Linked DNA regions of Oryctolagus cuniculus: region 1 is linked to region 2. Evidence: chromatin contacts called from public Hi-C data. All regions are on one chromosome and are shown on one strand. Each heading gives the region's core, a stretch centred on a gene start, on an enhancer-like site or on the middle of the called end of the contact. The rest is flanking DNA. Distances are from core to core; before and after follow the strand shown.

The links. A called contact is a pair of places that touch in the nucleus more often than the background predicts.
Region 1: a contact with region 2 is called in a Hi-C map of an unstated tissue, with 5 times the contacts expected there. The contact joins the enhancer-like site here to the promoter of LOC100346036 in region 2. A contact is called at or near these places in 2 of 6 Hi-C or Micro-C datasets (ear pinna and an unstated tissue).

What each region holds. Positions count from the first base shown.
Region 1 is chr4:169,003,580-169,008,527 of mOryCun1.1, forward strand. All of the region lies in intron 1 of CMTM8 (CKLF like MARVEL transmembrane domain containing 8), which reads left to right. Among named protein-coding and RNA genes, the nearest start is that of CMTM7, 25 kb to the right of the region's middle. Within about 2 kb of position 1,407, at least 3 of the 8 cell types and tissues checked have an H3K27ac peak or open chromatin away from gene starts, as enhancers often do.
Region 2 is chr4:168,771,797-168,776,628 of mOryCun1.1, forward strand. LOC100346036 (large ribosomal subunit protein uL6-like) reads left to right here and starts at 2,525. Exons shown (of 1, transcript XM_051858918.2): 1 at 2,525-3,243. The coding sequence starts at 2,560. The coding sequence ends at 3,138.

The DNA of each region.
Region 1 (4,948 bases), core at 157-2,656, 230 kb after region 2:
CCATCAGACCCTGCAGCAGCCTAGAGGGTGCTGGACCCATCTTACGGAGGTGCACACTTGAGGCTTGGAGGGACAGTAGCTTAGCTGTGGTCGTATGGCATGGTGGTGACAAAGCCAGTGGGCTTAAATTATTCTTTTAATTATAGAGAGAGATCTGGCCGGCACTGCGGCTCACTAGGCTAATCCTCCACCTAGCGGCGCCGGCACACCGGGTTCTAGTCCCGGTCGGGGCGCCGGATTCTGTCCCGGTTGCCCCTCTTCCAGGCCAGCCCTCTGCTGTGGCCAGGGAGTGCAGTGGAGGATGGCCCAAGTGCTTGGGCCCTGCACCCCATGGGAGACCAGGATAAGTACCTGGCTCCTGCCATCGGATCAGCGTGGTACGCTGGCTGCAACACGCCAGCCGCGGCAGCCATTGGAGGGTGAACCAACGGCAAAGGAAGACCTTTCTCTCTGTCTCTCTCTCTCACTGTCCACTCTGCCTGTAAAAAAAAAAAAAAAATTAGAGAGATCTTTTCTACTAGTTCATTCCTCAGATGCCCATCATGAGCAGGACTGGACTGGACTGGGAACCAGGAGTCCCGTCCAGGTCTCCCACTTGGGTGACAGGATCCCAGTGACTCGAGCCGTCACCCCTGCCTCCCTGGGTCTGCATAGCAGGAAGCTGGATGCAGGGGCCAGAGCCAGGCATCGGATCCAGGGTCTCTGGAGCGGGACACTGGTGTCTTCACCGGTGGCTTAATTGCCAGGCTACATGTCCACATCTGGTAGACATTTTGAAGCCCAGCCCACTCTGCAGATTTCCGCCGCGATGCCTGTCGGGACTGGTGGGGTCCCGCGGTGTCACCCCAGTGCTGGAACTCCAGGCTGCAGCAGACTTAAGTCGCAAGGACTGGCTTCACGCCTTGTTCTGCAGGTAGCACCCAAAGCACGCGAGGGCACCTGAGAAAGGGTCAGGGAGGGATGGGGACCACACCCACGCTCCTGGCATGGTTGCCAGTGGGCAGAAGACCACCTGGCTGGAAGTCCCCTGGTGACTCAGAGCCGCCCCTCCTAGGTACTGGCTGATTCCCTGCCCATGTAACCCTGCCCTCCCCATCTGTCAGACCAGGAAGCTGGGGAGAGCAGCGAGGCCCGAAGCCCCTCGGCTGCACTGGCCGGTACCCCCAGACTCCCCCCCCCCCCACACACACACACTTCCGCCTGTGGCGTATTCAACACACTTCCGTAAAAGCTCTGTGCGGGCGCCGGGAGGAGCTGTGGACTTGGCGCGCAGTTCTTCCTCCCAGGTCTTGGTGTTAACTCCTCCTCATCCCAGCCAGCTGAGGGTGTTTCTTGTCAGATCTGTCTCCAAGCAACGTCTGGGACCGGCGGTCCACGCCTCTATGCAAAGCATCTCACGTGGAGGCGCTCATCCAGGCAGATGGTAAACTTCTCTCTCTCCACTGAACCAGTCTGGCCGCAGTGCCTCCCCGCTGCTTCCTAAGCAGTGCTCGGATACCCCCTAGTGGGTGAGTGTGGGTGGTCGTGTGCCTCTGAGCTTCCAGCCCTAGTGGGTGAGTGTGGGTGGTCGTGTGCCTCTGAGCTTCCAGCCCGGAGCAGGTGGAGTGACTGCTGGAGGGCCCCCCTGGGTAGATTGAGGATCTACCCCTGAGGGTCAGGGAGCAGGTGCTGTCATCCTCTCTGACCAGTTGACAGAATCCAGCTGACAGAGGTGGACACGCACACGCACGCCTCTGTGCATGTCTGCGTGTGTGTCCTGCGGCGCAGAGCATGCGTGATCCTGAGTGGGAATCCAGATGGTAAATAGTTTAGGCTTTGTAGTCAAGAGGCCATGTGCTTTGCTGGTTTTGTTTTTTGTGTTTTCTTCTTCTTTTTTTTGATTTCTTAATATTTGAAAGGGAGCTTTTCCATCTGCGTTTTCAGCGCCGTGCAGGTGGGAGGGGGCAGCCTGCTGGCCCCCTCAGCAGTACCGCTCCCTGGCACAGGCAAAAAGATGGAGCAGGGGCCAGCATCTTAATCCCCAGCCCCAGCCTGTCCGGCGCCACCAGGGCAGGTGGTGGCCTGCCAGGCTGCTCTGCCTCCTCATTTGTGAGTCACGATGGTAGATGGCAAGTTATTTCGGCATGTGAGTTTTGGAAAATATATATTATCCTTGTACTGTAGATGAGACGCAGATGTGGACATCAGGTAGCATTGTAGTTAACGCTAGGACTGACTGCGACACGCCATGCCTCAGTTTCCCCCTCTGTAAAATGGTCGCGACAGGAGTTACGTCAGGGGCAAGCGGCGTGGGTGCAGTCATCAGCAGTAGATGTGTTATTCCCGGGGCTGGAGCAGGAGGCGAGGGCTCCATGAATCCCGGCTGAGCAAGTGCGAGTGACTCGCTGGGTCACACCGCAGGGAGGAATTCCAAGCCCGAGGGGCGGCTGTTGGGCGGACGCAGAGGCTCAGACACTCGGGGCCGCCTGTGTCCTGTCCGGAGTGCCTGGGTTCAAGTCCCAGCTCTGTTTCCGACTCCAGCTTCCTGCTACGCAGTAGATGATGGTTCAAGTCCCTGGGTCCCTGTGGGAGACCCAGACCGAGTTCCAGGCTCCTAGCACTGGCCTCACCCATCCCCAGCTGTTGCAGGCTTTAGGGAAATAAACTGGCACGTAGAAGAGCCCTTCATCCCCCTGCCTTTCAGATAAAGTAAAAATAAATAATTTGTGTAAATCAGGAAAAAAAATAAAATCTTTTTTAAAAAAATGCAAAGCCTGAATCTTTCTGAGCAGTGAGGTAGCCTTGGCAAATCCCGGTGGGAACGGAGAACACGGTCACTGTGGCCTTCAGGTGTCGGCACTGGGCAGGCAGGGCAGAGCTTAGGGGCCGGCGTCACTTGGCCTGCCATCTCTCGGGCAGCAGTGCTCATGGGACAGGGCCCAGGCTTAGTCTGCACATCCAGGGACCCGGCTCCGTGCACGCGTAGAACGCTGGAGTTACAGAGACAAGTGTTCTGGCTGAGAGCAAGAAGGGAGGCAGGGTTTTTGTTTTTTGTTTTTGTTTTTATTTGACAGATAGAGTTATCGACAGTGAGAGAGAGAGACAGAGAGAAAGGTCTTCCTTCCGTTGGTTCACCCCCCAAACGGCCGCTGCGGCCGGTGCACTGCGCAGATCCGAAGCCAGGAGCCAGGTTCTTCCTCCTGGTCTCCCATGCTGATGCAGGACCCAAGCACTTGGGCCATCCTCCACTGCACTCCCGGGCCACAGCAGAGAGCTGGCCTGGAAAAGGAGCAGCTGGGACAGAATCCAGCGCCCATATGGGATGCCGGCGCCGCAGGCGGAGGATTAACCAAGTGAGCCACGGCGCTGGCCCGGGAGGCGGTTGTAAGAGCCCCAGGAGCGCTGGGTGCTGCCTGGTGGTTAGTGACCCTCCTCGCTGGCACAGCGTCTGGTGTGGCTCAGGCACTGTTGCGTGTGTGTTGCTTAGTTCACTGTCCTCCCAACCGAACCCCCCATTTTACAGATGGGAAAACTGAAACTGAGGTTGGTTGGTGGCTTGCCCAAGAGCGGGGGATAGAATTCAGGTAGGCCAACGGCAACGTACGTACGTCTGCCATCACCCCCGGGAGGAAGAAGGACAGAAATGAAGGGGGGTGAAGGAAGGCAGGCCAGAGTGTCAATGCAAGTAGCGGCTGGGAGGCAGCAGGGGGCGCTGGTTCCGCTATACCCGCCTAGGAGCTCTGTGCCAGGCCGGGGCTTCTGAACATCTCCTGCCCTCCTCTTCACCTGGCGCTAACATTCTCTTATTATTATTAGATTGGTTATTTACTTAAAAGGCAGAGTGAGACAGAGACAGAGAGGGGTCTTCCATCCGCTGGTTCACTCCCCAGGGCTGGGTCAGCTGAAGCCGGGAGCCCCGAAGTCCATCGAGTCTCCCATGTGGGTGCAGGGCCCAAGGACTTGGCTCATCTCCCACTGCCTTCCCAGGCGCATTAGCAAGGAGCTGGATCACAAGTGGAGCATCCGGGACTCGAACCAGCGCCCCTGTGGGATGCCAGTGTCGCTGGAGGCCCCAGTACTGATATTCAGAGGCCCTCCAATGCATCTGGACTTCCAGAAAAGGTGCCACCCGTGGTGAGTGGTGTCCACTGTCAGGCCACGGGGCTGCCGGGAGACTCGCGTCACCAGCAGGCGTGTCTGGTCTGCCTCCCTCCACTGGAATCTTGCCTGTTTAAATCCACCTTCCTCCAACCCCTTGGCTGGGGTCCTGATGCTTTACTGTCTCTGATCAGCCTCGTCTCTCTTCATAGGATTTTTCAGTTTATAATTAAATATCGATTGGCATAGCTCCTCTGGGGCTCAGACCGCCCCGCCCCCATCGCTATCAGTGCGAGAGCTTTGTGAATGGGTCGGTGTTGCCGCGTGTGCGCAGCGTGAAACACGCGTGGGGGGGCACCTCAGCATAAACAAACCACGAGAGTGATTGCCAGTGCCGCCTCACTGCGAGGAATTAACACGGTGCGTGATTTACGGTCTCGTGAAGTGTCTCAGAGGTGTGCTGAGCTCACGCCTGGGACGTGGCCAGCTGGGAGTGCCTGCTGGCGCGCTGCTCCTGGGGTAGTCAGGGTAACGGTCAGAAGTCACCCGTCATCCTCAGGGCTGACGCTGGATGTGAGAGCGGTGCTCCGGGGTGCCCTTGCGGCACAGTGGGTTAAGCTTCAGTCTGCAATGCTGGCATCCCGTGTGAACGCCAGTGCAAGTCCCAGCTGCTCCACTTCCCATCCAGCTCCTTGCCAGTGCATCTGAGAAGGCAGCAGAAGATGACCCAGGTGCTTGGGGCCCTGCCACCCGTGTGGGAGGCCTAGATGAGGCCCAGTCCAGCTGTTGCAGCCATTTGGAGAGTGAACCTAGCAGATGAAAGATTCTCTCTCCCTCCCCCCTCCCTCTCTCTCTGTAGCTCTGCCTTTAC
Region 2 (4,832 bases), core at 1,275-3,774:
CCGTCTCTCTCTCTCTCTCTCTCTCTCTCTCTGCCTTCTCTCTCTTTCAAACTAAAATTAAAGTAAAAGTCCCTTTTTTCATGCTATAAAAATGCATAAGGAGATCTTTCTCAACATGACAGTGGGTATCAGTGGCTGGGTTTGGAGTCTGGTCCAGTGTGTGCATTAAACACACCAAGACAATGTTTACAGGCAGTATTTTCTGTGTAATCACACTGGAAACAACTGAATGCAAACAGGAAACCAAAGGAAAAAATAAAAACTGGCAGCTAAGCGAGGAAGGGTTCACAAGGGAGAAAAGAGGAAAAGGAAAGGGAGTGGGGGGAGCAGGAGAGAGGGAGAAAAGATCATTTCTGAATTTGCAGTCTACCGACCACTCCTGATGTGGGGCTGTCCTTGAATGGACTTTGGCAAGTTGAGCCCTGGTTCCTCCACCAGGGGGCAGCAGGAGGAAGGCTGGTTGGGACACCCATCAGGCCACGTCCACATGTGTTTCCCTATTCAGCCACCAGAGGGTGGTGTATCCCATCCAACCCAACCAGCTTTGGGGAAGCCCCGGTGCAGGGTGGCCACGAGTCCACCCTGAAGGTGAGAGTAACTGGCAAGGTATTTACACGAGTGATTGTGACTCAAGAAGGCATGAGCCTCACAGCTGTGCGTGAGCGATGTCTCCAAGGCCGGCTGGGAATTCGTACTGTGCAGAGATGTGCGTGGCCGGCCGGAGGAAGCTTCCAAAGGCAGGACGTAACAGAAGGGAATATGGAGTGAGCTGCTGTTATAGTTGTCTTATTTGTTCCACACCCACAGAGTGCTTAGTGGGGATTGGCCACATATGGAATAACTGGATCCTAGACGTGAGCTGTTTAAGAAGAATCAAGCCCATGTTTAGAACTTCTCGGGGAGCAGGGTCAGCTTGCTTGCCACCTCTCACTTCTCTCACTGTGCTGTTCGGTTCCATGATCCACAGCATGAATTGCAGCCTGCTTCTTCATCACGTTTCTTTTCTTCCTCTTTATTTCTCCTGAACTGGAACGTCTGAAGGCAATGACAGGGCTCCGGATATGGTGGCAAGGGCCGGGCTCCGCTGGGTGGTCCTGACATTTGGATGCAGCTTGGACCCTGAAGCTAAGGGGGAATTGTTCTCTGTGCTTCATTCACGTCGCTCTGCAGAAGCCGAGTTCATGTTAAAAGACAGAGGTCTGGGTGCTCACCCCCATCTGCGGCACAAATTCTCTGTTTGTTTTGAGAGACAGAGATCTGCTGCCTCACTCCCCAAATGCCCACCAATGGCCAGGGCTGGCCAGGCTGAAGCTGAGAGCTGGGAAGTCAATCCAAGTCTCCCATGTTGGCAGCAGGGACCCAAGCCTTAGAGCCATCGCTGCTGTCCCCAGTGTCAGAGCTAGCAGAAGGCTGGACAGAGTCAGGGCTCAAAGCCTGGCACTGCAACATGGGCTCTGGACATCCGGCCTGAAGCTTAACGGTCGGCCAAATGCCCACCTCTGGATAGAAGTGGCTGGGGTGGGGTGATTTTGTTATCCGTGGCAGCATTTGAATTCTACCTTTTGTTCTTTGTGTGTTTTTTAAAAAGATTTACTTATTGATTTGAAAGTCAGACTTGCAGAGAGAGGGAGAGAGAGAGAGAGAAAGAGAGAGAGAGAGATCTTCCATCCATTGGTCCACTTCCCAGATGGTCACAACTGCTGGGACTGGGCCAGGCCAAAGCCAGGAGCCTAGAATTCCACTGGGGTCTCCCATGTGAGTGGCAGGGGCTCAAGCACATGGGTCACCTTCAGCTGCTTTCCCAGGTGCATTAGCAGGGAGCTGGATTGAACTGGAGCAGCTGGGACTTGAACCGGTGCCCATAAGGGATGCCGGTGTTGCACGCAGCGGCTTACCCCGCCGGCCCCTGTTCTTCGTGTTTAGTACGGCTTTGTTGAAGTATACTTCATATGTCACAGTGTCCACTCGTACGTACATCATCCATAACTTTCAGTCAACCTAGAGCTGTGCAGTCGTCACCATATTCAGACATTAGAAGCCCCTCCCCCAGATGTCCTGTAACCTGCTCTCAGTCTCTCTACCCCTCACTCCCACGGCTCGTGCCAGGCTACCTCTGCTCTCTGTCGGGCTCAGTTTTCCTTCTCTGAACCTGGCGTATGAGTGGGACCATCCTATATGCAGTTTCTTCGCGTCTGGTTCTTTCCAGTTAGCATAATGTTTCCAAGGTGCATCTACGGCGGAGCAGACATCAGTCTTTTTGTGGCTGAATAGAATTCCACTATGTAGATGTACACTTTGTTTAGCAGCTCACCAACTAAGGGGCACTTGGACCGTGTTCAGTCCTTGAGTAACGCTGCGGCGAATGACTGCAGGCAAGCCTTCGTGATATGAGAGACAACATGCACCGGCAATGGGGAGGGAGAGGGGGCAGATTTCGTTCAGGCCACTGGAACAGGCCACAGGCTTATAATGGGAGCATCTCCAGGAAGGGAAGGGGGCCTGGGATTTTAGAGAGGCAGAAAAAGAGTCATCGCTCTTTTTGCCGCATCTACTGCGAGAATGAAGACCGTTCTCAGCAATCAGACGGTCGACATCCCAGAAAATGTCGACATCAGTCTGAAGGGGCGCACAGTCATTGTGAAGGGGCCCAGAGGAACCCTGCGGGGGGACTTCAATCACATCAATGTGGAACTCAGTCTCCTGGGAAAGAAAAAGAAGAGGCTCCGGGTTGACAAATGGTGGGGAAATGGAAAGGAACTGGCAACTGTTCGCACGATCTGTAGTCACGTACAGAATATGATCAAGGGGGTTACACTGGGCTTCCGTTACAAGATGAGGTCAGTGTATGCTCACTTCCCCATCAACGTGGTTATTCAAGAGAATGGGTCTCTTGTTGAAATTAGAAATTTCTTGGGTGAAAAGTACATCCGAAGGGTTCGGATGAGGCCAGGTGTTGCCTGTTCAGTGTCTCAAGCCCAGAAAGATGAATTAGTGCTTGAAGGAAATGACATTGAACTTGTTTCAAATTCAGCTGCTTTGATTCAGCAGGCAACAACAGTTAAAAATAAAGATATCAGAAAATTTTTGGATGGCATCTATGTCTCTGAAAAAGGAACAGTTCAACAGGCTGATGAATAAGACCTAAAAGTTATCCGGCTGCAGAAACAAGAACCCAGATTGTGTCTTGTGGTATTTTAATAATGCAATAAAAGATTATTGATTTGAAAAAAAAAAAAAGAAAAAGAGTCATCAGTGAAGCCTTTTTTTTTTTTTTTTTTTGAGTTTTGAATTTTATTTGCAAGGCAGAGGAATAGAGAGAGGACAGACAGAGGCAGAGAGAGATCTCCCATTTCTAAGCCACAAGAGCCAGCTCTGAGCCTGGAACCAGGAGCTCCACTGGGTGTGCCACATCGGTGGTGGGGCCTAAGCACTTGGGTGTACATACGAGTGGACACTGTGCTCTGATATGTGCCTGCATGGCAGGTGGCAGCTTCACCCACTGTGCCCCAACCATGGCCCCTAATTCTAGTTTGTTTCTAGTGTGGATTCTCAGATTTTTTTTCTGCACAAAGGATTGTTTTACCTTGAACAAAAAGAATATTTCCTTTGAAATAAGGGGTCTTAAATTGTTTGTTTGCTCTGCCGTATGGTTCAGGCTAGACCCTCCGGTACCGAGCTGAGCGGGTGTGGTGAGAGTAAACAGGCTTGCCTTGCTCATCACTATAGCAGGAAAGCCTTCAGTCCCGTACTGTTGACTAGGACTGAGTTGTGGCCTGTCTGCAGGTGCCCTTGGTCAGTTTACGTAGTTTGTGGTTTTTTGTTTGTTTGTTTTTTGACAGGCAGATTTAGACAGTGAGAGAGAGAAAGAGAGAACAGAGAGAAAGGTCTTCCTTCTGTTGGTTCACCCCCCAAATGGCTGCTGTGGCCAGCACACCGCACTGATCCGAAGCCAAGAGCCAGGTGCTTCCTCCTGGTCTCCCATGGGGTGCAGGGCCCAAGCACTTGGGCCATCCTCCACTGCACTCCCGGGCCACAGCAGAGAACTGGCCTGGAAGAGGGGCAACCGGGACAGAATCCAGCGCCCCGACCGGGACTAGAACCCTGGATGCCGGCGCCGCTAGGTGGAGGATTAGCCTAGTGAGCTGCGGCACTGGCCTGTTTTTTTGTTTTTTTAATCATGAATTGGATCTGAGTGTTATCAGAGGCCTTCATTCCATCTATGGGGCTTTTCACGTTTATCCTGTTAACATCACATCAACCGACTCTGGGGTGTTAATCCTGCTTCCTAAGACACAGGAGACATTCTGTACACTTGGTCATGTGTAGAATACTATGTTATGTTGCTGAATTCGGTCTGGTAATACTGTATTAAGGATTTCCGTGCCTAGCCCCGTGAGGAATGTCAGTCTATAGTTTTCTTGTGATATCTTCGTCTTTGTTATCAGGGTGGCACCGGCCACAATGAATGAGTTGGGAAGTATTCCCTCCTCTGTTTTCTGAAATAGTAAAGTGTTAGCATCAATTATTTTTAAAGCCTTATCCATTCACTTGAAAGGCAGAATGAGGTCTTCCATCCACTGGTTCACTCCCCGATTGGCCACAACAGCCAGGGCTGGGAGCCAGGAGCCAGGAGCTCCATGTGGGTCTCCCACGTGGGTGGCAGGAACCCGGATGCTCAAGTCATCACCTGCTGCGTCCCAGGCGCATCCCCAGGGAGCTGATGGGAAGCAGAGCGCGGGAACTGGAGCCTGCACTCCGCCGTAGGATGCGGGCATTCCCGGTGACGGCTTAGCCCGCGGCGCCACGTCGTCCACCCCCAGTGCTCTTTCTGT